2 separate regions of the Sus scrofa genome follow, and region 1 is linked to region 2. A link is a contact called in public promoter capture Hi-C data. All regions are on one chromosome and are shown on one strand. The core of a region is the stretch at or near the end of the contact, and the rest is flanking DNA. Distances in the headings are between cores, read along the strand shown. Region 1 holds the start of SLC25A28 (mitoferrin-2). Region 2 holds the start of HPS1 (HPS1, biogenesis of lysosomal organelles complex 3 subunit 1).

Region 1 (6,032 bases), core at 1,611-4,110, 1.1 Mb after region 2:
AACAGTGTTTACTGTAAACGGTGTTTACTGACACTAAACCCTTATGGTCTCACCTCATTTTTCCCTCTAGTCATGTAAATCCCAGCAGTAATGGCAAATGAAAATGATTCTTCTAAAATACATTTCGTAGCCTCCTGAGCATTTTTTCCCTCCAGATCAAATAAGTATTTCTTTAATGTAGTGCTTTGACTGTAATGTTGTAGTACTCATTTTTCAAAAACAAAACTTCAAAGCTTATGCAAATGAGTGAGAACTGTTCTTCAAATTAGTTACCTTGGAAAGCTACAAGTGACTTATTCCAGCACTGCTGCTGGGGCTATGCAAAACATCTCTGGAACTCCTCTTCCAAAGTGTTTCCTCAGTGGGTGTAGCAGCCTCCGGAGTAAATCAGTTTCCTAGCTTTCCAGTCCTACCTTATCTCTGACTCCAATCACTCCATTTTGATCTCCCACCTTAACTGCCATATCTGATTCTGAATGGTCTCAATTACCAAAACATCAACTCCATCTTGTCACAGGACAGAGACTTGCCCCATTTAAGGATATGCATCCAAATATTCCAGAGGCATTTCCAACAGAGGAATTTATAAAATGTTTACAACGACAATAGCATTATGTAAATATATGGAGTAAGGAAATAGCCTCCTAAGGTAAAAGAACAACACTTAAACTGATAAGCTGTAGTAATATGTCTGTCACATGATTACACTGTATTTTTCAAGCCATTGAATAATTTTTCACTACTCTCCTTGGTCCAGTTTTCGTTTGATAGCCATCCTGAAAGACGGCACCCTAAAAACCCTGCTCTCTATTCAGAGTCTAAGTATAGTGGGGTTACTATGCAGTTAGATCATGTTAACTCTTGGATATAAAGCATTAACAACTCACAGGCATTCAACCTAGACTTTTACATAAATGTCTGAGTCTCTTTGTTTGTACTTGTCGATGTGACATTACCATATTGTTAAAGCATTAGCCAGCCTCTTACTTCTCTCTCATGGATTCTACTGTTTATTTCTATTCCTCTCAATTGACATGGGTATTTAAAATTCGAATATCCACTTTAGCCAAGTGCATTTACCCCTTTCAATGGGCATGGCCCTCGGTAGGAGTTCACTTGCAATGTGCTAGAATACTACCAACGCAGTGTTATTCACAAAGCTTAATGAGCACTTTCTCCATTTCCTCATTCACATCACTAATGAAAACATGCAAGGGTACTGGAACCAGAGAGAAGCAGAAGAGAGAGACTTTGCATCTCCCAAGGTGATGCTCTCCTCCTGAATATGTAACATTTTCCTAATTTGAGGAGAAAACACATTGTCTTAGAACTGTGAGAATACTGTTTGACTATTGCCCTTAACATGTAAAGGAGGAAACAGTCTCTGTCATTATACTTATTTCAAGTCTCCCTGAGTGTACTTCTCACTCAGTTTATTTAGTGGTGGTTCCTTTGCTAACGCATAAGAAAAAGAACTGTAAAGAATCTGTTCCCCTCTTCACCCAGCTTTTCTCACAAGTACCTGACTTCTTGGACCCACTCATCAGGCTGCTTGGTGTGGATAAAAAAATTAAGTTTTACTTTCACATGAATCACATCCTCGTATGGATCCGATTTTATTTTCTTCACACTAACATCTACTTTCCAGTATTGCCATGCTTCCCTTCTAAGCAACTTTTCTCTTGTTGTCTACCTCAAGTGGCTAAAAAATACACCATGAGGTCCATTTCTCCTTTGAGGGCCACTGTGCTCCCTGCACATACACAATCCCCATCCCAGCTCAATTTTCATGGTCAGGAAATAGGTGGGGTATCATGCTTGCTGCATAGAGAAACCGAAACTTTTTCCTGAACATCATCTTTCCCACATTATTTCCAGTCAGGAACTCTGAATTCTGACTGCACAGTGATTTCAAATCACTCATGGGTTAAGATTTAATAAGGAAATCCTTTATCTAACTGAGAGATCCCAGATTCTGGTTCCTGCCCTGTCTCTTTTAAGGGAAAACACAGCAAGAAGCTTGTAAGAGCATTTGCCAGAGAACATCTCAAGCCATTAAGATCCTATTCAAGGTCTTCAGTAGGCTTCACCTTAATCAAGTTAGTAGCACTTACCTGCTCCCTTCCCACCCGACCCTACTCCTGTTTAGTCCCAGCAGGGATCCAGGCCTTTGGCTGACAGATTTTCTTTCCAGAGTCCCGATTCAAATCTCACTGAAGGTTAGAAAATGGTCCTGGTTCCTAACTGGAATCAATTCCTGACCGGAACCTTGCTTGCATGGAGTATGGTCGAATAGCGTGGCTGGTGACAGGAGCCAGAAAGGAACCCATGTCGGCTCCGGCTCTCGGCTGAGACCCTGACTCCGGACATGACCCAGGGGTCAGGTCAGCCCCAGGTTGGGTTCAGAACAGGTCCAGGTCTCACCTTGACGCAGTCGATGGGGTACATCACGCAGTGCTCCAGGATTCCTGCCACGGCGCCCGCCACCATGTGCGTGGTGACAGTGGCTCCAGCCGGCAGCGCCTCGTAGTCTGGGCCGGAGTCCGGATCCTGCCTTACCGGGGGCCTGCAGGCCCCGGCCTCCCCGCCGCTGGCCCCCCGGCCCACGCCCCGCTGCAGCCACCCTTCCAGCAGCGCCGACTCCCCGGGGCTCCGCCCCGGCCCCGCTGCCGGCCCCCCCGCCACACCGCCAGTACCCCGCCCCTCCAACTCCATCCACCCAGGCCAGCTGCGGCGCCCACCCCCGCTGCCGCCGCTGCCGCCGCCACTGCCGCCGCCGCCCCCCAGCCCCGTTGCGTCTGCCTCAGGCGCGGCCCAGGGAGCCCGGGGCCTCGGGCTCCCGCTTGGCCCCGAAGACACGCCCCTCAACCAGCCATTGGTGCAGCCGCCAAGATAGCCCCTCCCCTTAGTTTACGTAGAAAAAATATGTCTGTGGTATTAGTAAAGTTGCCTGTCATTCCTCCGCCCCGCGGCGTTGCTACTGCTTAGATCCCACCCCTTCCCCTTTGATCTTGGAGGTGTCTTGTTTATTGGCCATTTGATTGGCCGACATGTAAGATAAACCCGCCCTCCGACTTTTCTAGAGGGCGGGAGAAACTTAAGGCTAAACTTTGATAGGCTCAACCACTCTTGATACTTTGACCGCGGCCATTGGCCAGCACCACGTCGGAATCTGATTGGCTACAGCAAGAGGGCGAAGCGCCAGGGGCTATCGAGGCGGAATTTGGGCCCCGGACTGGCGCCGGTGAGGCTGTGGGCACTGCAGCCGGGTTTGGTGGGGTGAAGACGGGGGGGGTGGAAGGGGAGGGCGGTGCCAGGTTTTCAAGGTCAAACCGCTGACGGATGCCGTTAGGACCCGTTCTCGAGCCCCCGCCCCGAATCCCGAGACTCGAGGATCGCTTGCTGGCGGGTGGCCTTGGCTCGAGAGCTCTGTTCCCGCGGGATCTCTGGATGGCGTGGGGCGGGGCGGGCCTGGGCCGGGCATCCCCTGGCGTGGCCCGCCGACTTGTCGGTAAAACTGTTGCGACATGCTGGCAGCAGCCCGTTAAACTAAGGTCAGATCGAGAGTGTTGGTCCTTCAGGGCTGCGCGCGGGCGGACTCCTGAAGGCCTTGTGCTCTTCAGCCCCCAGTGCCTGGCACTGGGCTTGCCCCGCATTCACCCAGTAAACCCTGCAGTTGTTGAGTGAATGAGTTCTCCGGAAGCCTGCTGTTAGGTCCTACGCCAGGCAGAGAGCTGGAGGAGAAGGGAAATGTCGAAATAAGGCGGGATGATTCAGAGACGAAGACGGATGGGGAGGCCAGGCTGGTGGCAGCTGCCTATGTTTGTAGGGAAGCACAGCAACTATGTGGAAACTTGTCGGACGCACAGCTTGTCCCAGAGCTGACTCATTGGTGAACCCCTCCGACCAGTGACGGTTTCCTTCTGTGGTGAGACCGCTGTCCCTCCCAGGCGGGTGGGCTGGAGTCTCAGAGGAGAGCTCACTGGTTAGAGAACAGTTCCAGCAATTCCCAGCCTTGGGCACCATCTCCCGGACGGGACGTTGCGCAGGTGCATCGCTAAGAGTTGCCGGCTCGGTTGAGGAAGACAGACTTGGCCCACTTCATCTGCCCAGCTTCTTTAATCTCCCTTCACTGGAGCGTATTTGCACAGGTTCCCCCAGTGTTTCCAGATCTTCACTCCCTGTTTTACTGAGATGATGATGTAATTCTGAACTTTAGAAAAAAAAATCTGTTTCTAGCCTTTCTTTAAAGGTTTTTCTTTTTTCTCCCTAAGCTTAGCCCTTCTCTGCGCTTCCGGTTTTTTGAGTTTTGTTTTTGGCCATGACCCTGGCATACGGAAGTTCCCAGGACAGGGGTGGAATCTGCATCACAGCAGCAACCGCAACTGCAATGACAATGCCAGGTCTTTAACCCCGCTGAGCCACAGAGTAAATCCTGGGTTTTGTTTTTTTAACTAAAAAAAACCCCCAAAACCTCATTCTCTTCCTCTTTGGCAGTGGCTATTTAACCTTTTGATCTCAACCTTTTGGAAAATAATGAAACTACAAATCCTCTTCCCCCCACTGCCCACCCCCTTGCACACACAAAATTATGCTTTCTGAGTTTGCAGAGTCCCTGAAGGTGACTCCTGGACCCCGTAGGGATCCATTAACTTCAGGTTAAGAACCCTAGGTTTCACACAAAGAAACCCGCTCAATCCAGCTAGAGTGTTGATTCCCTTTGCTACTCACTACCACTGCAGTAATGAGTACCTGCTAAGTCCTTTCTTTCCTCAAGCCCTATGTTTTTATTCCTTTGTGCACTGATCACAAACAACCTTTCCAAATCCAATGGTTTATTTCTTATTCCCACACTTGCCTCTCACTGACCCATCCCTCCCTGAAACTTTCCTAACTTCAGGCAGGAACCACTCTGTTCTACTCTGAAAGTCTTCCTACACTCCTCTACCCCCGCGGAGGGGGAACACTCCTAAATATTTCTTGTTCTGCTTCAATTTTTAGAGAACTTCCCACTATTGCAAATCTGTTTTCCTTATTGGAACCCTATTTATACGTTATTGCCTACCTCCCCCCCCCCCGGCTTTTTATGGCTGTACTGTGGCATATGGAAGTTCCTGCGCTGGGGTTGAATTGGAGCTGCAGCTGCCATCCTCCAGCAACACTAGATCCAAGCCACATCTGTGACCTACGACGCAGCTTGCAGCAACACGGCATCCTTAACCCTCTGAGCAAGGCCATGGATCAAAGCCGCATCCTCACGGAGTCTATGTCGGATTTTTAACGCGCTGAGCCACAACAGGTCTCCTATAATTGCATACCTTTTAAGTGAAATTATCGTGGGAACATTCAGTAAATATTTATTGAGTACCAGCTCTACCTGGCACTTTACTTGAAGCTGGTGACAGAGGATGGACAAGAGTTCACGCTCTCATGGGGCTTACTTTTTAATGGGAGGAGAGGGACAGACCTGTTAAAATATTGGTTGGCTGTAGGTACTGTGCTGGTAACTGAAGTAGGGAGGTGTGATAATGTGTGATTGGGTGGCTACATTTGCGTGGCCAGGAAAGGCCTTTGAGGAAATGAAACGGGTAAGGTCTGAGTGACAGACAGGAGCTCATGATGGGCCCAGAGAAAAGCATTCCAGAAGAAACTGGAGAAACAACAGCCCTAAGGTGAGAACAAGTTTGGCATATGAAGGAATGGAAAGGTCACTGTGGCTGGAGGGTAGGGGGGTGTTACAAGATGAGGTTGGAAAGATAGAGGGTGAATACCCACCTTAATTTCTGATTTAGCGTGTCCATTCCAAACCTAGCCTTTCCATTCCCCACTGCAACCAATGCTTCCGTTATGTTTCTTTTCTACCCAGTCAATTAGACTGTGAAGCTGAGAGTCTTCCTTGACTACCTCTTTAGAATAATTATTCTGGGAGTTCCTGTTGTCACTCAGCAGGTTAAGAACCTGATATAGACTCTGTAAGGGTGTGGCTTTGATCCCTGGCCCTGCTCAGTGTGTTAAGGATCCAGGGTTGCCAC
Region 2 (6,506 bases), core at 898-3,397:
TTTTAGGTAGAGACACTGAGGACATCAGGCTTCTCGGTTGGTTTTGTGATTAAAATTCTCCCACCTCCTCCGGCCCTCATTTAGCCCAGGGAGCCCTAGGGGGTGAGGGTGGGGTCGCTGCCCTCCAGAGCATCAAGGGCTGACCTGTGAGGATGCGCTGGACCACAAACGCGCCCTGTTGCTCCCTCGGGCTGGGCTGGCAGTGGGGAGGGGATGGGGGGCTCTGCTGCGTCTTGCAATTCTGTGCTGTCCCCTCCTGTCCATCCCTCGACCCTCTTCTCCCTCCTTCTCTGACAGCACTCACCTCTTCTCCCTCATTCTCTGACTGCCCAAACTTCAGCCGCAGACTTTCTTTAAACTCTTCATCTGTCCAGTAGAAGAGGACCTCGGCACCCTCCGTGGCCACCAAGACGCACTTCATCTGCCAGGAGAAGTAAGGTCAAGGCCACCTCCCAGCCCCACATCCAAGCAAGGCCTGAGTAATAAAAAGGATCAGAATCCCAGCAAACACCTAGTAGCCCTCAGTGTGTGCCAGGCACAGCCGTGAGGGCTTTCCTGGTGTTATTTCCTCATGGCAACTTGATAAAGCAGGAATCTTCAGTTATTCCCATTTTACAGACAGGATTTGATGAGGCAGAGGTGGGATTTAAACCCAGATCTGTCTGATGCCAAGGCTGGGGCTCTTTCCTGCATAATCCGGCCCCTCTCACCACAGCAACAGACCCACCACCGTCCTGCTGGAGCCAGATGTAAAGAGAGACCTAGCTCTTGATCTGGACAGGGGGTCGACTGCAAAGGGGTCTGGTCTGGAAGGGAGGGCAGCTAGTGCACCTCCCTCTGGAAGGTCCAGAAAGGTGTTTCTCCTCAAGCCTGAAACAGCTCCAGGACAAGCTTCAAAGCCCACAAGGAGTGGATGCAGCCTTATAGGAGTTTCATTCACACGTTCCTCCAGCTCTGGTGGACACAGAGGCTGTGTGGCCTTGGCCATGGTTCACTCTCAGCCCTGTGTAGCTGCTGCTTCCTCAGCCACCAGCACCAGTACCTTTGGCCCTTCCAGACCTCCCTCCCGGCCACCCACGCATGGAACCCTCTGTGCCACACATTTTAATGCTTCATGATACGTGTTGTCTTATTCACCAACTGGTAGGCTCTTAATCCACAGCTTTCTATGCTGAGCCCGGCCCCGAGGTGCTGCAAGACATTGATCTTCTCAACCCTCGCAGCAGCCTGGTGAGCTCTCAGGCAAGCTGCTTGTCCCAGGCAAAGGGCCATCAAGTTTTCTCCTCCACCGCAGCATGCTGCACAGACATGACCACATGTGCTAAGATGTGACAACTGTGAGGAAGCGCTGCTCTAACTCTTCTGTGGCTGGACATTCTGTTTCCTCAATAGGATCACAGCCACTCGAGGTCTTGGCGCAGTTACATTCACTAGGATCCCCTGTGTGATCCGCTTAGGGGTACTTACTGAATTCTTCCTAAATCTCCAGTTGGTTTAGCACCTCGCCTTGTGGTGTTTCCAGCACAGTAAAATGCAAAGAATGTAGCCTATTCCCATGGAATTTCTTGACACAGGCAGAGACTGGGAGAGCAATGGAGTGTGATGCAAAGGTTGCTGGATGAGGGCAGGTGGGCCTGGAAGAGGCTGCTCTGCACACTCCCAGGTGAGTGTGGCAAAGATGGGGACTTGAGGGGCTGGCCTGATTGGAAGGGGGTGTATGGGCTGGAGGATGGAGGCCGTGAAGAGCAGAGCGCGCTGGTAGGCTGGTGAGGGTCTGTGTCATGAATGGGTGGGGTCACGGTTAAGGAGACCAGTTGTCCGGGTGGAGGAAAGAGAGTCCACTCCTTAGTGGAGGCCAGGGGAGGAAGGGCTGATTTAAAAGGTGTAGCTTAGAGTCTTAGAGGCCTTGAGACTGCCTGGATGCAAGGGAGGAAGGACAGAACAGGCAAAGGTGACATCAGGATGCAGAGCTGGGGTAGGGGGTGGGGATGAGTGGGCTCTGCACAGCTTTCGAGAGCTTGGTCCCTCGCCTGCCTCACCCTGTCCACCTCCCCCAGCCTGAGGAGCCCCAGGGTGGGGGCTGCCTGCCTCCAGCTCAGGCAGGACCACCTACCTTGGCAAGGAGCACTGTGGAGCTTCCGGACAGTCAAAGGTTCAGGAAGGACTGCAGTAGACAGACTCGGTGACCGGCTCATGAGAGCAGCATATCATCAGGGGACCTGCAGACACTTCACACAGGGAGGTCACAGGCAAGAAGAGGTTCTCATTCCAACAGCTCCTGGTTCCCAGGAGGGGATAAGGTGGTGAAGGACTGAATGGTCAAAGGTCTCTCTCTGGCCCTTGGGCAGTCTGCTCAGAGCAAGCTCCCCACTACCAGGAGTTTTGCCAGTGGCCCAGATCCTGCCCTCCCCAATGGAGAATACAAGCCCAGCCAGCATGGTCCTTTGGACATAGCAGATATCCACAAACATTAATGCCCACTGACTAATCTCATTTCTTTGTGGGTCACTCCCAGCCATGGTGCGGTCAGCAAACCCACCCTGAGCAGCCCCAGGGAGCTTGCTGTGAGGACTACTAAGAGACAGCACATCCTAAGGAGACAGACTAGGTATCCTAGGATGATGCAACAGATGGCAGTAAACCATCGCAAAAGGCATCAGAGACCTGGTTCTAGTCTGGGCTCTGCCAAAGCACATAAACATCTCTGCCTCAGCCACCACCAGCTCCACCTCCCTCCAGGGTTCTAGTGAGAGTTCAGGAGTCACCAGGCAGGCACATCCTTTGCAAACTGCTTTCTTACATAGAGATAGAGGGTCATTTTACTTATGTCCCAGCTTCCCTTCCTCAAATGACAGGGTGAACTAAACTGGTTCCAGAATCATTCACATTTTGATCACGAAGGCAGGAACAATATAAAACTGAAGTTTAATTAGGAAGCCAAACATTGTAAACAAGTAAAAGGCAAGAAAGTGCTGTTGGGGGCTTAGCATCCTGTGCAACATGAGACTTACAACATCACCTGCATGACTGGCCTAACTGACATATACCTGGAAAAACAGGAATGCTTTTCACTGGACATTAGGTTCCGCTTTTTTTTTTTTTTTAATTTCAAAAGGCTGTTGGAAAGAGAACCACTGGAGTCATTTTGTTAATTCCCTGTTCTCTCTATCCTGCTCTAGGAAGGGAACACAGGACTCACTGGAGCTCCAGATGACACTGGGCCAACCTGAGGAAAACCTCCTACGCCCAAATCACCATCCTCCCAGGAAACTGCCCCTGCAGCAGTCGCTTCCCCCGGCCAGCAGCCCCGTCTCAGGAGGCCCACTCCCTCAGAGCCTCGGCCTTGCCCCTGCTGGACGGGAGGCCCAGGCGTGACGACCCACAGGGCTCTCACGACGACCCAGGGCAAAAGGTCTGGCTTGCGGCACCCGCCCCCCTTGTAGCTGCAAAAACAGAGGGGAGGCAATCAGAGCAAGGCCCCTGGGGCGGGTGAGGCTGGGGGTGGAGCCGCTCCTTCCTTTTGCGGGAGGCCGCGCAGGGGTCTGAGAAGAAGGCCCGCCGCCCACCCAGGCGCTTAAACAGTACGGAAGGCACACATACCGAGTCAGACAAACACCGCCCTGCCTTCCAGGAGCGAGCAGGCGCGCTTCCGGGTTCTGCCACGTGACCGCCCACGTGACCGCCGGGGAGCGGCCGAAAGCCAGCCCGCTCCTGGGTTCTAGCCCTCCCCCTCCGCTTCCCCCAGCCCCCGCTCCCGCCCCTCCTCCCCTCCTCCCCTCCTGCTCCCTCCTGCTCCGCCTCCGCCCCATGCACTTTGCAGTTCCCTCCTGCGGGCAGTCTGGCCCTGGGAGCACTGCCTCCTGCTGGACGGTGGCCACGTTCCTCCCGTTCCCAAGGAGGGCGCTGAGGCCCACAGTGGCACTGCGCTGGGGCTTGCTACTTTGCTACTTGCCCGAGTTCAAGACACTCCCTCCCCAATAAGTACGAGGAATGTCCCTGTTTTACAGAAGAGGACACTGAGGCCCAGAGAGAAGAAATAACTTGCTGAGGGGCCGAGTTAGCTTCCGAAAGCAGGTCTTCTGGCTTCCAGCTGGGCTCTGGCTCTTCCTCATCCTTTGGCTTTTCTTTCTGAGTTGCAGTTTTGGGCCGAGAGAGCCACCCTCCTGTGACTGTTTCCAGGAACTCCTTAGGAGGAGACACAGCCTGCAGAAGGACCCAATGACCCTTAGAATGCCAACGCTGAAATTTGTTGATAAGGATTCTCAGTCCATCTGGGGGATGAGGGGGCACATTAGGGTCTTTGCTTTGAACCTGTGTTTGCTAGATTCTCTTAAACTGTGTGTGTGTTTGTAGTGACCAAGGGTGGGGACAGCTGATGATCATGGAAGGGACGAAATTCCCACCTAAGCCACCCTTAGTACCCTGGTATCACCTGGCAGCTTTGAGCTGCAGCCCAGCAGGGTTAAGTTGTGGGGAGCGTCTGGAAGACCTGCAGTTTGAGCAAAGCGGGGTGGGGAGGCAAGAATTAATGCCTCCAATACCTTCAGACAAAACGAGCCTCCTCTCCTTCCCCCGCCCTTCACCTTGTAGCCCTCCCAGCCCACCTTGAGCCCCAGACCTTCCAGCTCCACTCCTATAGCATTTATCCCCACCACAGACATCCCTCTCTGCAGCCAGAAGTTGAGATCCTTCAGGCTGAGCACACTTTATCCTGCTATTTTCTTTTCTTTTCTTTTTTGGTCTTTTCTGCCTGTTCTAGGGCATATGGAGGTTAGGGGTCTAATCGGAGCTGTAGCCACCGGCCTACACCAGAGCCACAGCAATTCGGGATCCGAGCCGCATCTGCGACCTACACCACAGTTCACGGCAACGCCGGATCCCTAACCCACTGAGCAAGGCCAGGGATCGAACCCTCAACCTCATGGTTCTTAGTCAGATTCATTAACCACTGAGCCACGACAGGAACTCCTATCCTGCTATTTTCATTCACCGTGTTTCTGTGTCAGACTCATCATCAGCATGAGTTGTATTCCATTAAACGGATACACTGCTGTTTACTTATTCACTCCCACTACAGTAGTTATCATTTCCCACCAGCAACTATTGAAGGTCCCAGTTTCTCTGTATCTTCACCTACATCTGTTATTACCTATTTTAATTTAGCCATCCTAGTGAGATTGAAGTGATAGCCCATTGTGATTTCATTTAGATGCTGTGACGTGATTTTTGGCCATTTGTATATTTTTGGAGAAATGTTTATTCAAATCCTTTGCCTGTTTAAAAATTATTGAGCCTTTTATTAGATATATGATTTGCAAAAATGTTCTCCCATTATGTGGTTTCTCTTTTCACTTTTTTTTTCTTTTTAGGGCATCACCTGCAACATATGGAGGTTCCCAAGCTAGGGGTTGAATCGGAGCTACAGCTGCCGGCCCACACCCATGTCTGTGACCTACACCACACATCATGGCAGTGCCGGATCCTTAACCGACTGAGCGAGGCCAGGGATCGAACCCATGTCTCATGGTTACTAGTCAGATACGTTTGCACCATGCCACACAGGGAACTTCTGTCTTTTCACTTTCTTAATGGTATCACTTGTAGCACAGAAGTTTTCAATTTTGATGTAATTCTGTTTATCTGTTTGTAATTATGTCCAGATTTTAGTGTCAACATACACTTTTGTTTCACATGGGTAAACAGCTAGGAGTAGGACGATCAGGTGGAGGGTTAAGTGTAGATTTAAATGCATATTAAACCGCTGAACTGTTTTCCAAAGTGCCTGAACCATTTTACACCCCCCTGGGGGGCAATACTGAGAGTTTTCGTTGTTTTGCAGCCTCTTTAGCACTTGATATTGTCCTTTTCTAACTTCAGCCATTCCAGTAGACATATAGTGTTACCTCAGTGTTTTAATTTTATTTATTTAGGTATAACTGACATACAGTATATTTCAGCGTGGTTTTAATTTCAATTTTTACAGTAACTAATGATATTGAACTCCTTTTCATGTATTTATATGTTATCTATCTCTTCTCTGGTAAAGCATTCAAATCATTTGCCCATTTTTAAACTGGATTTTTTTTCTTTTCTGTTTATATGATTTCTTTAGATATTTAGATACAAATCCTTTATCAGATATCTGTTTGCATTATTATTATCTTATTTACTTACTTTTGCCAATGGCTTTGTCTTTTCATTTTCTTTTTTTGTTTTGTTTTCTTTTGTCTTTTTAGGTCCGCATGCAAGGCATATAGGCTAGGGGTCTAATTGGAGCTACAGCTGCTGGCCTACACCACAGCCACAGCCACAGCCACGCCAGATCTGAGCCGCATCCTCTACCTATACCACAACTCGTGGCAACGCCAGATCCTTAACCCACTGAGGGAGGCCAGGGATCGAACCTGCAACCTCATGGTTCCTAGTCAGATTTGTTTCCGCTGCGCCATGATGGGAACTACTGTGTTTTCATTTTCTTTATAGTGACTTTCGAAGAACAGAAATCT

The links. Promoter capture Hi-C pulls out the DNA fragments that hold promoters and counts their contacts.
Region 1: a contact with region 2 is called in a promoter capture Hi-C map of liver, with 4 times the contacts expected there. The contact joins the promoter of SLC25A28 here to the promoter of HPS1 in region 2. A contact is called at or near these places in 1 of 5 promoter capture datasets (liver) and 2 of 47 Hi-C or Micro-C datasets (embryonic fibroblasts and heart right ventricle).

What each region holds. Positions count from the first base shown.
Region 1 is chr14:110,802,771-110,808,802 of Sscrofa11.1, forward strand. It overlaps SLC25A28 (mitoferrin-2), which reads right to left and starts at 2,861. Exons shown (of 4, transcript XM_003133165.4): 1 at 2,425-2,861. The coding sequence starts at 2,715. LOC110256623 (a long non-coding RNA gene) reads left to right here and starts at 2,961. Exons shown (of 2, transcript XR_002338384.1): 1 at 2,961-3,244; 2 at 3,830-6,032.
Region 2 is chr14:109,751,565-109,758,070 of Sscrofa11.1, forward strand. It overlaps HPS1 (HPS1, biogenesis of lysosomal organelles complex 3 subunit 1), which reads right to left and starts at 2,148. Exons shown (of 19, transcript NM_001098587.1): 1 at 2,114-2,148; 2 at 305-421. The coding sequence starts at 421.